Linked DNA regions of Mus musculus: all the other regions are linked to region 2. Evidence: chromatin contacts called from public HiChIP or PLAC-seq and promoter capture Hi-C data. All regions are on one chromosome and are shown on one strand. Each heading gives the region's core, a stretch centred on a gene start, on an enhancer-like site or on the middle of the called end of the contact. The rest is flanking DNA. Distances are from core to core; before and after follow the strand shown. Region 1 holds the start of R3hdm2 (R3H domain containing 2). Region 2 holds the start of Inhbe (inhibin beta-E). Region 3 overlaps R3hdm2 (R3H domain containing 2).

The links. Promoter capture Hi-C pulls out the DNA fragments that hold promoters and counts their contacts. HiChIP or PLAC-seq counts read pairs in DNA pulled down with a chosen protein or histone mark.
Region 1: a contact with region 2 is called in an H3K27ac HiChIP or PLAC-seq map of embryonic stem cells, with 9 read pairs. The contact joins the promoter of R3hdm2 here to the promoter of Inhbe in region 2. A contact is called at or near these places in 5 of 39 promoter capture datasets (3T3-L1-derived adipocytes, embryonic stem cells, macrophages and 2 more), 35 of 484 Hi-C or Micro-C datasets (CD4 T cells, the G1E-ER4 cell line, the HL-1 cell line and 16 more), 14 of 115 datasets of contacts at active chromatin or transcription factors (the 230-238 cell line, DN3 thymocytes, the HPC-7 cell line and 8 more) and 4 of 9 other capture datasets (adipose tissue, liver, macrophages and 1 more).
Region 3: a contact with region 2 is called in a promoter capture Hi-C map of liver. The contact joins the enhancer-like site here to the promoter of Inhbe in region 2. A contact is called at or near these places in 5 of 39 promoter capture datasets (the 3T3-L1 cell line, the HPC-7 cell line, liver and 1 more), 9 of 484 Hi-C or Micro-C datasets (bone marrow-derived macrophages, cortical neurons, lens fibers and 2 more), 6 of 115 datasets of contacts at active chromatin or transcription factors (the 230-238 cell line, bone marrow-derived macrophages, embryonic stem cells and 2 more) and 3 of 9 other capture datasets (adipose tissue, liver and pancreatic islet).

Annotation. Positions count from the first base shown.
Region 1 is chr10:127,388,693-127,391,919 of GRCm38.p6, reverse strand. It overlaps R3hdm2 (R3H domain containing 2), which reads right to left and starts at 1,609. Exons shown (of 26, transcript NM_001168292.1): 1 at 1,493-1,609.
Region 2 is chr10:127,350,508-127,353,586 of GRCm38.p6, reverse strand. Inhbe (inhibin beta-E) reads left to right here and starts at 1,739. Exons shown (of 2, transcript NM_008382.3): 1 at 1,739-2,339; 2 at 2,576-3,079. The coding sequence starts at 2,042.
Region 3 is chr10:127,405,928-127,409,446 of GRCm38.p6, reverse strand. The region is part of intron 2 of R3hdm2 (R3H domain containing 2); the gene reads right to left. Among named protein-coding and RNA genes, the nearest start is that of Gm23819, 3.3 kb to the right of the region's middle. Within about 2 kb of position 1,891, at least 6 of the 459 cell types and tissues checked have an H3K27ac peak or open chromatin away from gene starts, as enhancers often do. A contact at or near this core is called in hepatocytes and liver, where this site is marked.

The sequences.
Region 1 (3,227 bases), core at 360-2,859, 38 kb before region 2:
CAATTCCTAAAAAAGACAGACAGACAGAAAGGGAGGGAAGGAGGATAGGACATCGAACACTCAATGTTGACCTCCGGCTTCCAGACATGTGAGCACAGGCACATGCACTCTTATGCATATATGTATACACAAAGTTACAGACATTATCAATATATAAGAAGAATGTTACATTTGATGAATCAATATTTAAAATTTTTTTCTTAGTTTTAATCCATAATAGGGTTCAATATTGATAAATATAATACACATAAGCAAAAGTTTCCTTTTTTTTTTTTTGTTTTTGTTTTGTTTTGTTTTGTTTTTTTTTCGGTTTTTCGAGACAGGGTTTCTCTGTGTAGCCCTGGCTGTCCTGGAGCTCACTCTGTAGACCAGGCTGGCCTCAAACTCAGAAATCCGCCTGCCTCTGCCTCCCGAGACAGGTGTGCACCACCACACCCAGCTCAAGCAAAAGTTTCTTACTGTCCATAATAGGTTTTGTTTTCTAGTTGGACTTCAGTTTCTTTCCTCCAAAATTGTTATTCTTTTCATGTATACACATGGTTTGCCACATGTGTGTCTGTGCACCCTGTCCATGCACTACTGCCTTCAGGGGCAAGAAGGAGTCAGACCCACTGGAACTGGAGTTATAGACCTTTGTGAGCAGCCTGGGTCTTAAGGAATAGACAGTGATCTTAATTGCTGTGATATTCATTCAAACCCTATAACTTTTTTAAAAATAACTTATTTATTTTTAATTTACATGCATATATGTCTGTCTGTGTGAAGATGTAGGATTCCCTGGAACTGTTACAGACATTTGTGAACTGCAGTGTGGGTACTGGGAATTGAACCTGGGTCCTCTGGAAGAGCAACTAGCTCTTGAACCATTGAACCATCTCTCCATTCCCATAACAACTTTTAAAAGAGCAAAAAGTAGCCTTATTTTATTTTTTTTACTTTTACCATGTTATTGAACATTCTATTTACATTAATTTTTCTCCTCAATCTATGATGAAGTTTTATACTTTCAAACATCCCCAGAATGTCTTACTATGCAATAATAGCATTACTTTCCCTGCTACCAAATGATGCACTAAAGATATTTACTATAGAATAGTTTTCTATTTTAAATTCTACTTAATCTAAATTATGTACTCAAAGTACCCCTCCTCGGCTGGAAAGATGGCTCAGTGGCTAAGAGCACTGACTGCTTGTCTGAAGGTCCTGAGTTCAAATCCCAGCAACCACATGGTGGCTCACAACCATCCATAATGAGATCTGATGCCCTCTTCTGGGTGTCTGAGTTCAGCTACAGTGTACTTACATATAATAAATATTAAAAAAAAAAAAAAACAAAAAGAAAAAAAAAACAAAGTACCCCTCCTTAAGTCTACCTTTCCTTATGTTGATGGTCCGTACAGGTACACAGGTTATTTGCTGCTCAAACTGTATGAACTCCGAAAACAATCCAAGCATCACAAGCGTTACCTGTAAGCCCCAGTGTGATGCTTACCTGATTTCTAGCACAGATATGGTGCTGGCTCCTCCATCCAGGCGGGATCTTAGGAACTGTATCAGGTTTACTGCTGAGAGACACTGAGGAAGGACAGGGTCGCCTCTTGCAATGCACCTGAGAAAGAAAAAGAATCCTTCACTACATCAAATCCAGGCTCTAATCCACTTTCAGCAACATGGCAGTGAACTAAAATTCTTAGAACAGTTCTGACTTTTTACTGGTCTCTGTGGTTTTTTTTTTTTTTTTTTTTTTTTTTTTTGGGTTTTTGGTTTTTTGAGACAGGGTTTCTCTGTGTAGCCCTGGCTGTCCTGGAACTCACTTTGTAGACCAGGCTGGCCTTAAACTCAGAAATCCGCCTGCCTCTGCCCCCCCCCCCCCCCCCAGTGCTGGGATTAAAGGCGTGCACCACCACGCCCAGCTTTGGTCTCTGTGTTTTAATTAAATGGTGTGAGTGACGGTACAAAAATCATTTTGAAGCTACATATATTATTCCTAACTCTGAAAAGCTGAATACTGTCTATTAACTATAAAATCCCCAGGGATTTTAATTCTACAAAAGCCCTGTATGGTTCTAAATTTAACCAAGCAATAGAAACAGTTGGAAGATATGTAATTCCTTTTAATATCTGTGCTTTTATGTTGCCAGGCAGCTATTTCTTCAGTAATCTTAGTGCACCCAACCATATAAAAGGAAGAAATACATACAACTGACAGGTTAGTAACTGTGGTAACTGAGATATTTTCTGAGCCAGGTGTGGAACTGAGTAAACCAAAATCCCAGTGCTTGGGAAGCTGAGGCAGGAACATCAGGAGTTCAAGACCAGCACTGTCTAGATGGGATGCTGCAAAGATGGCTCAGGTGCTAAGAGAACCCACCACTCATCCAGAGGACCCAGATTTGATTCCTAGCCCTCACATGGCAGCTTACAACCATCTCTAGCTCTAGTTTCAGGGCATCTGATGCTCTCTAGTCTCCATAGGGACCAGGCACACAAGTGGTGCACAGACACACAAGTAGGTGAAATACCCAGACACATAAAATTAAAATAAAACCTAAAAGAAAATGCTATCTACAGTCAGATGGTGGTGGTGATGGTGCACGCCTTTAACCCCAACATTTAGGAGGCAGAGACAGGCAGATCTCGGAGTTTGAGGCCAGCCTGGTCTATACGGAGAGTTTCAGGACAGCCTCTGTCTCAAAAAACCAAGAGTAGGAACACGGTACTTTATGCCTACCTTATATGTCACCATATAAATAAGTACTGGTTATTTTCTGTTGCTGTGACAAAACACCATCCACAAAAGCCACTTATGGGAAAACACTACAAGGCCTCTTCCCTACACAGCTCATCCCCAAGAAGTCATCAGCACTACCTAGAACTCACTTCCTCTGATGAAGGAATTTAGTTGAGATACTATACTGCCTGAGTACATCTCAGAATATGCAGTTTTGAGATACACACACACACACACACACATACACACAAATGTGTGGGTTATCAAATGAAAACAGTAAGAATAGATAGGCAGCTAAGAATAAGAAGTAGGGGGTGGAGAGATGGCTTCCTGGTTAAAAGCACTGACTAACTACTGTTCCAGAGAATCCAGGTTCAATTCCCACATGGTGGGTCACAACTGTAACTCCAGTTCCAAAGGAACTGACACCCTTGCACAGACATACGTGCAGACAAAACACCAATGTACGTGAAATAAATAAATAGCCAGTGCTATA
Region 2 (3,079 bases), core at 490-2,989:
GCCTGGGCTACATACAGGAGAGTCTGTCTCAGACCACAACAAAATAAAGTAATTCACCATAGTCTTCACGACAAAGGAAACTGAGGCATGAGAATCACTTATACTAGAAGTTCTAGCCAGCCTGGACATCGTAGAAACACCTCATCTCAAAAGACAAAAACCAAAGCAAATTAAAAAATTAAAAAATAACAACCCACACCCCCACACCCCAAATAAGCTGGGTGCTGATGGCATACATCTTTAATGCCAACATTCAGGAGGCAGAGGCAGGTGGAGCTCTGTGAGTCCAAGGCCAGCCTGGTCTACAGAGCAAGTTCCAGGACAGCCAGGGCTACACAAAGAGAGCCTATAATGGGGTTGGGGGAGGTCAGATGTTGGGAGATAACTCAGTAGATAAAGCTATTGCTTTACAAGCGCATGGACCTGCATTAGAGTCTCCAGAGCCCAGGTAGAAATGCAATCCCAGCGTTGCAGACACTGGGACTCACTGGCCAGCCAGTGTAGTCTAATTAGTGAGTTCCAGACCAGCAAGGATGTCCTGTCTCAAAGGAGGTAGGTGGATGACGTCCCTAGGGATGGCACACAGGGCTGTGCTCCAGCTTACACATGCACACACACGAGCACACACACGTGCACACAAGCACACACATGCACACACACGAGCACGCGCGTACACACACACACACATGCGCACACATTAAAAAACAAAGTCGGGGGCTGGAGAGATGGCTCAGTGGCTAAGAGCACTGGCTGCTCTTTCAGGGGACTTGAGTTCAATTCCCAGCAACCACGTTGTGGCTCACAACCATCTGTAATGGCATCCAATGCCCTCTTCTGGTGTATCTGATTGAAGACAGTGACAGTGTACTCACATATATAAAATAAATAAATCTTTCAAACAAACAAGCAAAAATAAAACAAAGCCTGGATGACCAAGACCTGAGGCGGCTTTTCCGGCTTTGTCCCCTAGGTCCCTTAAATTTCCATTTTCCAACTACATTACCAGAAGCCTGGCACCACTCCTGGGCTGCCTCAGATTTGGCCAACTCCTACAGTACCCTAAAGGCAGTAGTTACCAGGCACAGGTGCTTCAAAGGCGCTCGCCCTTCTGCCAGCTCTGCCGGACTCTGCTCTGCTGTAAGATTGCATCACCACGAGCCCACCTGGCCGGGTTTCCCCAGACATCACAGAAGATGTCCTCATCCCTGCTCTGGCCCTCCCCCAGGTGGACTCTGGGCAGCCAGCACAGGCAGGGTCAAAAGGTAATTTCTATGTCCCGTGGCACTGCCACCTAGGCCTGATCAAGAGGACTCCATTTTTTTTTTAAACCACCCTTTCTAAAACCTAACTCGGCTTGAACGCTAGAATTATTGTTCTGACATGGAAACCCCGAGAACTAACCCACTGAAACAGCCTCATAAAACGGTTTCCGTTTTCAAGCTCGGAAGTCAGTCAGGGCATACTGAGGAGCCACCGCCCATCCCCACCTGGCTCCTATGGACTCCCTCACCTGAATCCCAGACCTTGGGAACTGACCGTGTGAAATCATCCTCTTTCTTGCATCATGCATGTCCACGTTGCACCTCCATACCCCTACCTCAAGCCACCACACCCAGATGGTGAAACTCGAGTCCCGGGGGAGCCCTCCACCCCCTGCAGGGGCCTGATGGGCAGCGCAGCTGGCCAATCCTAAGGTTCAGAGGGTAGGTCTGCTGGTTGACCGCTAGGTGAGGGATCCCAAGCAACTGGCTCTAAAGAGGCCCTGCCAGTAGTTAGTCATGAACTGTGAGGGTCACACATAGCTACCCCACCAGGCGATCTACTCTCAGTCTTCCTGAGTCCTAGGCTATTGAGGACAAGTAGCTTGGTCTGCTCTTTGTCAAGGGTAGCTGTGACACTGGTTTGCTGTTGCTGCTGCTGCTGCTGCTGCTGCTGCTGCTGCTGCTGCTGCTGCTGCTGCTTCTGTATCCTCTTTGGGAAATCAGACTCATAAAACTGCCACCCATTCGAGGTTCTCAAAGCAGAGCCATCTACCTGGAGCATGAAGCTTCCAAAAGCCCAGCTCTGGCTAATACTGCTGTGGGCATTGGTGTGGGTGCAGAGTACAAGATCTGCGTGCCCGTCCTGTGGGGGCCCAACACTGGCACCCCAAGGAGAACGCGCTCTGGTCCTGGAGCTAGCCAAGCAGCAAATCCTGGAGGGACTGCACCTAACCAGCCGTCCCAGAATAACTCGGCCTCTGCCCCAGGCAGCACTGACCAGAGCCCTCCGGAGACTGCAGCCCAAGAGCATGGTCCCTGGCAACCGAGAGAAAGTCATCAGCTTTGCTACCATCATAGGTGGGTGAGGGGAGAGAGACCGGGGACAGGAGACACAAGGAGAGGCCTGCAGGGGAGGCAGGAGGCGTGGGGTGTGGCAAGAGAAAGAGCTGGGGACACAGGCCGTCCAGGCCCTTTGCAGAGGTCTGTATGAGAGATGAGGGATGGTTGGGTAGGGTGGCCGAGTGTCAGAGAGAAGCTTTGTTCATGTTTTAATTTGCTTTTTTGTTTGTTTGTTTTTGTTTTTGTCTGAGCAGACAAATCCACTTCAACCTACCGCTCCATGCTCACCTTCCAGCTGTCCCCTCTTTGGTCCCACCACCTGTACCATGCCCGCCTCTGGCTGCATGTGCCTCCCTCTTTTCCGGGCACTCTGTACCTGAGGATCTTCCGTTGCGGCACCACTAGGTGCCGAGGATTCCGCACCTTCCTAGCTGAGCACCAAACCACTTCCTCTGGCTGGCACGCCCTGACTCTGCCCTCTAGCGGCTTGCGGAGTGAGGACTCTGGCGTCGTGAAACTCCAACTGGAATTTAGACCCCTGGACCTTAACAGCACCGCTGCGGGACTGCCACGGCTGCTCTTGGACACAGCGGGACAGCAACGTCCCTTCTTGGAACTTAAGATCCGAGCTAATGAACCTGGAGCAGGTCGGGCCAGGAGGAGGACTCCCACCTGTGAGCCTGAGACCCCCTTATGTTGTAGGCGAGACCACTATGTAGACTTCCAGGAGCTGGGGTGGCGGGATTGGATCCTGCAGC
Region 3 (3,519 bases), core at 642-3,141, 56 kb before region 2:
GGCACAGTGTAGGTTTGCATGCATGCTGTTATAGCATTACGTTCAGTTATAAAGGGGGTCAGAGGAGAACCTGTGGGACTTAATTCTCTCCTTCCATCACAGGAGCACCAAGGATCTACCTCAGGTAGTCAGGCTTTATAGCAAGCACATCTACTCACTGCACTGCCTCAGCCGGCTCAGAACTTAAATCATTAGGATGACGCCTACCCAACACCATCACATACCAGTTCTAGGATTTCAAGTAACTCCTCATGCCTCATTGTACTGAGCTATAAAGCAGCATGCCAAAAATCTCCTTCATAGCATGTTAATGAGATTAAATAATTTCCAAAGTGTTTGCAGGATGCCTGGTTCACATCGAATCTATGATAAAGCAATGCTATCCTATGCTCTGCAATCACTCTGCTCCTCTCTTACAGGCAGAAAGGTGACACCAAAGTAGGGCCAATTTTAAGAAACTAAAACCAAACACAGCTGTCCATGAATCCCATTTTAGGACTTCCTTCACGGACTCCATGGAAGTCTAATAGCAGCAACAGCAGCAGCAGCTGCCGCCTCATCCTCACCACTGTCATCATCATTGTTATCATCATCATCATCCAATTCTTCCTATTCAAAGCCATGTTCTAACCCTAATTCCACTTCTGGGAATATATTTAAAATAACTTAAAACAGGATATGACAGGTATTTGTATATCCATTTGCAAGCACTATTATTCATGATACCTAAAAAGTGGAAGCAATCCAAAGTGTCCATCAAGGAGAAATGAATAAGCAAAAGGTAGCACATAGCTGCAGTGGAATACCACGGAGCCTTAACAAAGAAATTCTGTCAGCAGCAATATGCTTAAGGTGAACCTTAAGAACATCACGTGAGGCACAATAAGAAAAACAAAACCAAGCATGCACACTTACAACTCCGGCACTTGGGAAGTAAGAGCAGGAGGCCCAAGAGTGCAAAACGCTGGGCTCGAGTGGATGTGAAGCCAAACCAGGCTTCATGGGATTCTGCCTCAAAACACACAAATAAAACAACTATATCCACTGCTATTAGGTCTTGCCAAGATAAGTATTACTAAATCATTAGCTACAAAAGTGCAAGGCTGCAGTGACTAGCTGATGTTCTAGTGTCAGCATATAGGCACATGCATGTAATACACACAGTGTAAATGTAGTTAGGTGTGTCATGAATAGAGAAGCGATACGGAATGACTATCTGATGTTCTAATGTATAAGCAGCAGCAACGATTCCCAAGATAACAACTAGCCAGACTGTACTGAAGCTCTGGTTTGGTGCTTTTGTTGGTGGCGGTGGCTTTTGTTTTGTTTTGGTGTATGCCACAGTGCATACACAGAGGACGTTAGTGGATACATATATGCTGCAGGCCAGCTAGGGTTACATAATGAGATCCCATCTCAAACAAACAAACAGAGACACAAAATCTAAGAAGCTCCAATGTACCAGAAATAGATATAAATGTCTAAAATGCTTCAAGGTGTACAATTACTGAAGTCTACTAGCACTCCCTCAAATCAAACATGAAAGCTACGTTCAGGAGTGAGAGTTAAGATAGAAGGCAACTTGAACACCAACAGAAATAAACTTGAGGTCTATTTCCCTGGTAAGAAGAGAAGAGGTCTCCAACTCGGCAGGAGAAGGAAATGACCTCCTCAGTCACAGCTCCAGGGCGGAGCTTTCTCAGCCTGGTTTCTTCACTGGGAACTGACTGGAAGCTCAGAATGGTGACAATGACAGAAGACACATAAAGCTCTTTTCATTAGATTCAAAGGTCGTTTTAAAAGAAGTCCAGTTTTAGGGCTCAGCTGGTAAGGGCACTTTTCACCAGCCTTGTAGCCAAGGTCAGTATCTGGCCCACGTGGCAGGAGAGAGCTGACGACTTCAGCAAGTTGCCCAATCTCCACAGGCACCTGGCACATGTGTTCCTCTTCCCACACAAATACAACTTAAAAACTCTCAGTGAAGTTTCAAATAGCTACCCTAAGCCTTATTACTTTAGCAAATGTCCTTAAAAACAGGGTTAGTAGGATACAATTGGTGACCCAGGTCTTGTGCTGCTTGTAAACATTAAGTAACTAAAGTGACAGCCAACATTTTCTTGTGAAGCAAGTCATTTAACCATGCAGTGCCTCAGTTTCCTTTTCCTGTAAAACAAACAGTAACCATCATGTGGGGTGTAAAAATAGGTATAATGCTTCAGTGTTAGAAACACTTAAATAAGTGCTGACTGCTGCTTTTGTTATTTAGAAAATTTGCACGCTATTTGTCATTAAGGAAATTTGCAAAAGTAGGAGATAATGCCTTGCTTCACAAGGATTTCTGTTGTTGCTGTCTTGTAGGTCACTTACCCCTATAATTTGCTTTCAGGTTATTATGTAATGGTAATAAAACCATTATTATTAATAAGCTTTGTCTTCTTTTTGTGGTACTAAGGACCAAGCCCAAAGCTTCAACACATGCTAACTGTCATTGTTACATGAATTAATGTTTACAAAATTCTAAGTTTGTGAGCTGAGAATATGGTTCAGTAATTAGACATATTTGCTGTGCAAGCAAGAAAACCTGACTTGGAATACCTACCATCCATGAAAGTTAGATATAGTCATGTGTGCCTCTAACTCCATCTAGCATTGTGACAGACAGACAAATAGATTCTGGGAGCACTGCTGGCCAGCCCAGCCAAAATATGGGGTTTTGGGTTCAATGAGAGATGTCTTAAATAAATAAATAAATAAATAAATAAATAAATAAATAAATAAAGTGGAGAGCAACAGAAAAAGACACCCAGCATTCTCCTCTAGCCTCAGTATGAAGGTTCATGAGCACATACACACCTGCAAATTCTGTGCATGCAACACACGCGCGTGCAACACACACACACACACACACACACACACAGCACATGGTTCCAGAAAGAAAAACTAAAAGAACTCTGGAGATCTGGAGAGTTTACCAATGTCAATTCCCTGGTTTTAATATTGAACTATAGTTATGCAATGGTACACTGGGAGAAACTAAAGGTTCATGGGATACTGTTTTTTTTTTCCAACTTCCTATAAATACATACTTATTTCACAAGAAAAAATACAGGATAATGAGGTGTTGGGGGAAGAACCTAGGGCACACATAGAGCCCTAGGTTCCATTCCTAGCATTGCAGCCAGTGCTACAGAGAGATCCTGTCTCAAAAATACATAAATACATACATACTTACTACCTGCCAGACACACAAAAGCACAGAAAATTCAGTAGCACAAGACCTGTACAGGCTAAATAAATATCAAATCAGATCTATACAAAAGAATCAAGAATATCAGAAATGATACTTACGTTAGCAAATACAAAACCTTTCTTTGGTTCAGTACTTAAATATGTTTAAAAGGCAATCAACTACTTATGGGAAATTAGTTAAATCCTATTATACAATTGGTATGTACAAATGTCTGATCAGAACAGGACAATAGCTAGGAGAGAATAGGATACTGCTGTAAGGTTTTCTTT